2 separate regions of the Mus musculus genome follow, and region 1 is linked to region 2. The links are chromatin contacts, called in public promoter capture Hi-C maps. All regions are on one chromosome and are shown on one strand. Each heading gives the region's core, a stretch centred on a gene start, on an enhancer-like site or on the middle of the called end of the contact. The rest is flanking DNA. Distances are from core to core; before and after follow the strand shown.

Region 1 (3,527 bases), core at 112-2,611, 850 kb before region 2:
GATATCACCACCCCTCCATACTCTAGAAGAACTAACCAAACTGATAAAGGCTTTCCTAGGAAACAGCTTGCGGAAGGCTGTGACAGGCCAGGAAACCTGGGTATTCGGTCAAGCAGAGATTAAGGGAAGGTGTAAAGAGCCAGAAATACTGTAGGTCTACTACACAAGTGCTCACAGCCTGCCAGGGGCAAAAGAGAAAGGAAGACTTTGTTTCTCCATTCTATTATCTGCTGTCTGTCCCTTCACAGCACCACTGTCACCAACCTCATGGGAGGGGAGTGGGGGTCAGTTGTTGTTGTTGCTGCTGGTGCTGTTGTTGTTAAAAAAGGCTCGTAGTTATTGAGATGCCACTAGTAAAGAGCTGGTCTCTGTTTTTCTATCCTATGGGTACAAAATCCTGAGGTCTATCTCCCCCGTTTAATCTCAGCTCCAGGGTGAGAAGGAGGTTGCCCATTCTCTCCCTAAGTAATCCGTGCTCAAGACCAGAGGACTTGGTAGAACTAGAGAGTGCACTATGGTGGGTTTCTTCAAAGACCCTTAGAGTTCTGATCACACAAAAGGTATCACTGGAGCAAAAACTGGAACCTGATCAGATCGTGCCTGTTGAGCAGAGTTCCTCAAGGTAGCAGGAGCTGTAGACATTGACCAAGCATAGCTCTCCTTCCCCCTGTGGTGACAAGCATTAGATCCCCTGTGGTGACCTGGTATCCCAACAGGAGTAGTGGGGAGGGAACCACATGGGCTCAATCTGAGGGTGAGCGCAGCCTTTGAGTGCTCACCAGCAGCCAGCCTCGTCCCATCTGCGCTAGCACCCCTCGCTTGTCTGGAAGTCTGGAGACACATGGCTGTTGAGGCGCGCACGGGACCCACTCCTGCAACCCGTGCTGCCCTCGCCCATACTTACAAGCTGGGGTAGTAGCCATACGGTGGCAGCGGGAGCTGCGGGTAGCCGTCGTCTCCCAGCTCGTCCATCAGCAAATAGTCCTGGCTCTCGTTGCGCCGGGTGCCGGCTCCAGGGGCAGCCTTTAGAGAGCCGCCCCTCCGGGTCACGAACCTCGGGCTCTGGCTCATGGCACAGTGCCTGGCCGGCCTGCACCCCTGCTTCCGTGGATGGGAACCTGGGGAGAAGGGGCCGCGTCACCAACTGAGCTGGACCCGAGCAAAGCAATGCCAGGGAGAGGATAATGAGGGAAGAGATGCAGATTCCTGACTGGCTAGGTTCTGCCAATGGCTTCCCTGCCCGCCACAGTGGAAGTCACTAGTTAGGGGCTTGGGAGACAGCCGCGAAAGGAACCTTGACCTGAGCGCATCCGGACCGCGCAGACAGGCGGCCCCAGGCTCCCAGGCAGAGGGCACAGGCGGGGCCTCAGTGGCAGCCGCTAGGGAGAGCCGCTGAAGAGTTACTATGTCAACCGTGACTCTCCAGCCCTCGCCTCCCGCCTTCTTCCCCCACGTCCTCCGTCACGATCCCCACCTTTAAAGGGATCGAAAGGACCGTCCAGAAATCCGCCGACCCCTGTCTGGAAGCCACAACTTACAGAGCTAGAATAAACTAAACTAGTGGGAGCCAGGCACATTCTTTATTTGGGCTTGGGAGGGTAAACTGCTCCCAAAGTAGGGTTCTTAAGTAACACCAAGGGAGGGCTTTCGAGGAAGTTTCTTTTAAGTAACACTCAGAAATCGAGATCTTCTCCTTCTTCCACGCTTCCTTCATTTTCTTGAGATGTTTCTCTCCCATTCCCAAGCTCCGACGTAATGGAAGAGCAGTCTGTGTTCTTACCGTGGAATGTTCCTGGTTCCTGAAAAAAAACCAACAGAAAAAGGGCATTTTCCGATGGTGTCTGCTTGCTTTAAGGAAAATCCTCCCTGATTCATTTGAATGCCATAAATCGTGTATTTTCTCCAATGTCCTAACTGCTTTGAAAACTTGTTTTAACAATCTGATCAATTGGCATACATCTGTCAAAATCAAAACCTTCTCAACAAGAACAAATGGGATTTCTCTCAGTGGTTAAAGTGCTTGGAGCAAAAGTATGGGGACATGCGTTGAGGTCTCCAGTATTTACATAACAGTCTTCCATGGTGAAGGACATCTCTAATTTGAAGCTGGCTGGCCAGCTAATCTAGCCAAAACAGCAAACTCCAGATTCAGTGAGCCCTGCTTGAAAAAGTCTGGTGGAGGGTTGACAGAGAAAGAAAACTTAAATTGATCCACATGGGCATTCAAATTCCCCACCCTATGCACACAGAGACAGACACACAGAAAGTCACACAGAGATAGACAGACAGACAGACAGACACACACACACACACACAATAAATGAGTATTTATAGTGGTTGAATTAAAAGAAAATTAAGAATCCATTCACTCACTATTCATCACTATTTAATGCATACCAACAACTATTTTAGGATTCAGGGACAATCAGTTGAAGGACTGTCTGTCCTAACAGTGCTCCCAGGAAAGAGAAATGTTGGTTAAATAATCAGAGCATATAACACTCACCTCTAAACCCTGCACTTGAAATCCTGAGGCAGAAGATTGGGGAGAGTTCAAGTCTAACCTTGACTATATATGAGTTCCAAGCAAGCCTGGCCTACAGAGTCACAATCTACCTCAAAAGAAAAGATGAAGAAAAAAAAACATATAAATTAAAAAGCACATACAATCTTCTATCCCAGGTCCCTCAGAGACCAGTCTGCACAGGAGAGCACTCGGGCTGCAGAAGCAACATACCTTCTGGGACAGGGCCCCTTTCAGGCCTTCATCTTCAGCCAGGAAGCACAGCTGAGCTCCAGACCTCTGTGCACTTTCCCTGCAAGAGGAGAGCTTGCCTGCAGAGAGTACTCTGACCAGAGAGACTCAGGAGAGAGTAGACTTGCAGGAGGGGTGACAGAGACTAACAGAATCACAGGAGGCAAAAGCTCCAGCCAGAGATAGCTATAACAACTAGTGCCAGAGATTACCAGATGGGGAAAGGCAAACTTAAGAATCTTACTAACAGAAACCAAGACCACTCACCACAATCAGAACCCAGCACTCCCAACACAGTGAGTCCTGGACACACCAACACACCCGAAAAGCAAGACTAAGATTTAAAATCATATCTCATGATGCTGGTAGAGGATTTTAAGAAGGAAATAAATAACTCACTTATAGAAATACAGGAGAACACAGCTAAACAGCTAGAAGGCTTTAAAGAGGAAGCACAAAATCCCTTAAAGAATTACAGGGAAACACTGCTAAACAAGTAGAAGGTCTTAAAGAAGGAACACAAACATCCCTTAAAGAATTACAGGAAAACACAATGAAACAGGTGATGGAATTAAACAAAGCCATCCAAGATCTAAAAACAGAAGTAGAAACAATAAAGAAAACACAAAGGGAGAAAACTCTGGAGACAGAAACCCCAGGAAAGAAATCAGGAACCATAGATGTGAGCATCAGCAACAGAATACAAGAGATGGAAGAGAGAATCTCAGATGCAGAAGATTCCATAGAAAACATGGACACAACAATCAAAGAA
Region 2 (3,221 bases), core at 449-2,948:
AGAAGTTATGGCAACAGCTGGTGGCAGGAAAGCAATCTGTAGATCAATTTCATATATACACAAGGGGAGAGACTCAGAGAGTGGGGGAGGGAGGGGGAGGTACAGGGGGAGGGAGAGGAAGGAAGGGAGGGAGAGAGGAAGAGAGAGCGAGGGAGCATAAGGTAGGGTGCTATAACCCATCAAAGCCTGCCCTCCCCCAGCAAGATGTCACCTTCTAAAGGCTCCATAACCTTCCTAAACTGTGCCACCAACTGGGAACCAAGTGTGCAATTGCAGGCATTCATGGGGACATGTCACATTCAAATTAAAATAGAAATAAAAAGAACTTTGGTCCTTCAGTGAGTAACCTAAGGTTAAGAACATATACCCTAAACCAACCTCCCAGATAAGGAGCCAAAGGAGAACAGAAAAAGTGTCTACAGTAGTTCTTTATGAAACCAGAATTCAGGGAAAGAATTATATGCTTTTCTGGAAGGCGAAGTGGGGTGTTGAGGAGGTGGTGTTGGGGAGGGGTGGGGAGGGTGGGGGAGGGGACAGAATGCACTGGGGACTGACCCAGTTACTTCAAATCTCTGTGTTGAAGCTTCTGTGGAGAAGTTCTGACCAGAGCATTTTTGGGAGCCTTGGGTGTGAGAACTATGTCCATCTCCTTGGGTTACCAAGGAAGACATAATTAAATTCACTGCATATGGTTAGTGTTGGCTTTAATTTTGTAGTCAGTTAGAAGCTGTTCTTTGTGGCCTCAAGTTCTGAGATAGTTAATGAGTTTAACTTTGATCTTTATGTTAGCTTTGGGCTAGGTAGGGGCAGCTAACTGCTTTGACTGCTCTTCTGGTTCATATCCTATCTTATCTTATCTCATCCCATTCCATCTCTCACCCCATCTTATCTTATCTTATTTATTTATTTTTATTTAATCTGTGCCTATATGTATACTTGTGCCACAGTACAAATATGGAGGTCAGAGGACAACCTGTGACAGTCAGTTCTTTCCTATCAAGTAGGTCTCTACATATACCACACACAAATTAAAAAAAGAAAATATTAAATGAGATAAAACATTTAACACATCTAGTATATTACTTGACATTTAAGGGGCCTCTAATGATTATAATTAAAGCAATGATCATAGAAGAGACATAGGATACTGTACCTGCGTCCTCACCATCAGTCCAGTACTCATCCTTGTCAAAGTGAGCATCTCCGCCTAGGCCTGGCCCAGGTGCGAAGGCATGACCTAGAGTGTTCCCTGGCCCATCAAAGGGGAAGCTGTCTCCATGATCTGCAAAAGCACACAGTAATTACTATCAGTGTCTAGGTTTTTCTTGGCCTTCTACTCTCTCCATAATCATGTGATTATGAATATTGGAGAAAGAAGCCAGTTCAATTGGTTGACCCTCTTGGTACCAATAGTCAGTTTAACACAGAGAATGAGCTGGCTGTGGATCTGGTCCAGGCATCTGGCTTTTATTAGATCCTCTGATTATCATTGTCGACCATTGTATACTGAAGGATCTTAAAACCGTATGTGTGTGTGTGTGTGCGTGTGCATGTGTGTGATACTGAAAATAGAAATCAAACCCTCTCCCATAAGTTAAACATATGTTTCACCAATAAAAGCTGACTTGAGTGCTCATGAAAGGACTTAAATTTTGAAAGGAGAACACTAATATAAACAGCACACAGGATTAGCCTGAAGGAGCCATTCTTACCTCTCCTTGCGAAGCCAATTATGATATCCGCAGTCCCCCAACTAACCCTCTTGAAGTTCAGTGGGATCTGCATACTCCACATTCTGAGAGCTTTTTTCACGATTTGATCCACTACGATCCGAGGTAAGTCTGAAGTATAGGATACAATTCTGAAGGCACACAAGAATTCAGTGTTTGCGTTCTCAGGAAAAGGGTTTTGTTGCCTCCACCAGAATGAGCTAAAATGAGCCTCACCTGTAGGTGACAATTCTGGAATGCCATTTTGGACTGTTTGGCATTAGTGAGTATTCTGCAACATCTGGCACTCCACACCTAGGTTTCTGCATTATTTCCATGATGTAGGGGGAGAGTTTTCCAGTCATGGGCAGGCCAAAGAACTTCTGCATTTCCTTGAGGTTGTCCACTAGACTATTGACCTTCTTTGTTTTAGAGTCATGAGGGTAAAATTTTCTAAGATAATTCTGGTAGACAGAGAACAAAAAAATCTTTTATTTGAAAATCTGCATCCCTTATACATGACGTTGTTATGGATTTAGATAGTAATTTGAAGACAGAATTGTTATGCAATTATGGAATAAAGCAAGTATTACTGGTGAGGGGAGATGGAATATTATGCTATTGCATAAGACGGAGAGAAAAATGTCATAGCATACTGTATTCTCCGTGCATACCTGGAGGATAAACACACTACCCACTTTCTAAAGCTTGCTCTTATTTTTAGAGTAGTTAGAAGTGTCAGTGTGTCTTCAGCAAGCACAAGAAAGGTTGGGGAAATGTCTTAGTCAGAGAAGAGCTTACCTCAAAAATCTGAGTTTGATTCCCAGAACCTATGTTAAAAATTGGGTGCTTCTGTAACTCCAATGCCAGGGAGGGAGAGACAGGAGGATCAATAAAGATGCCCAGTATCAAACTATGGCCTACACACAGACACACACATACAAACACACACACACTCACACATACACACACATACATGCACAAGCATGGACATACTTACAATATACAATATATATATATATACACACACACATGCATACACTATACATACATGTACACACATACACATGCACATACTCATACATGAACACACTTGCATACTCACACATATATACACATACACACAAACACATTCATACACATACTCACACACAGACTCACATATACATACAAACATAAACACATGTACACATATAAACACACATACATACACATATACATACATATACACAAACATGCATACAGCCACATATACACAAAACCACACATACATACACACTTATACACACATACATACAGAGAGACAGACAGACACACACACACACACACACACACACACACATAGAGAGAGAGAGAGAGAGAGAGAGTTTGTTAGACATAGTTAGACCCTATGGGGCGATGTGAGGTTCACTAGCCATACGAGAGCTGCTGCCATCTGGTTATTATTAATTCCATATGGAGAAGAAGTCAGGTGATTGTTAGTTTAAGTAGTCTGACTTAACAGTCCAGGAA

Evidence for each region. Promoter capture Hi-C pulls out the DNA fragments that hold promoters and counts their contacts.
Region 1: a contact with region 2 is called in a promoter capture Hi-C map of second pharyngeal arch cranial neural crest. The contact joins the promoter of Trpc6 here to the promoter of AV064505 in region 2. A contact is called at or near these places in 10 of 39 promoter capture datasets (the 3T3-L1 cell line, cranial neural crest, hematopoietic stem and progenitor cells and 5 more).

The regions. Positions count from the first base shown.
Region 1 is chr9:8,541,976-8,545,502 of GRCm38.p6, reverse strand. Trpc6 (transient receptor potential cation channel, subfamily C, member 6) reads right to left here and starts at 1,361. Exons shown (of 13, transcript NM_013838.2): 1 at 905-1,361. The coding sequence starts at 1,071.
Region 2 is chr9:7,694,108-7,697,328 of GRCm38.p6, reverse strand. AV064505 (expressed sequence AV064505) reads left to right here and starts at 1,698. Exons shown (of 4, transcript NR_126562.1): 1 at 1,698-1,835. Mmp7 (matrix metallopeptidase 7) reads right to left here. Exons shown (of 6, transcript NM_010810.5): 2 at 1,947-2,173; 3 at 1,713-1,861; 4 at 1,154-1,282.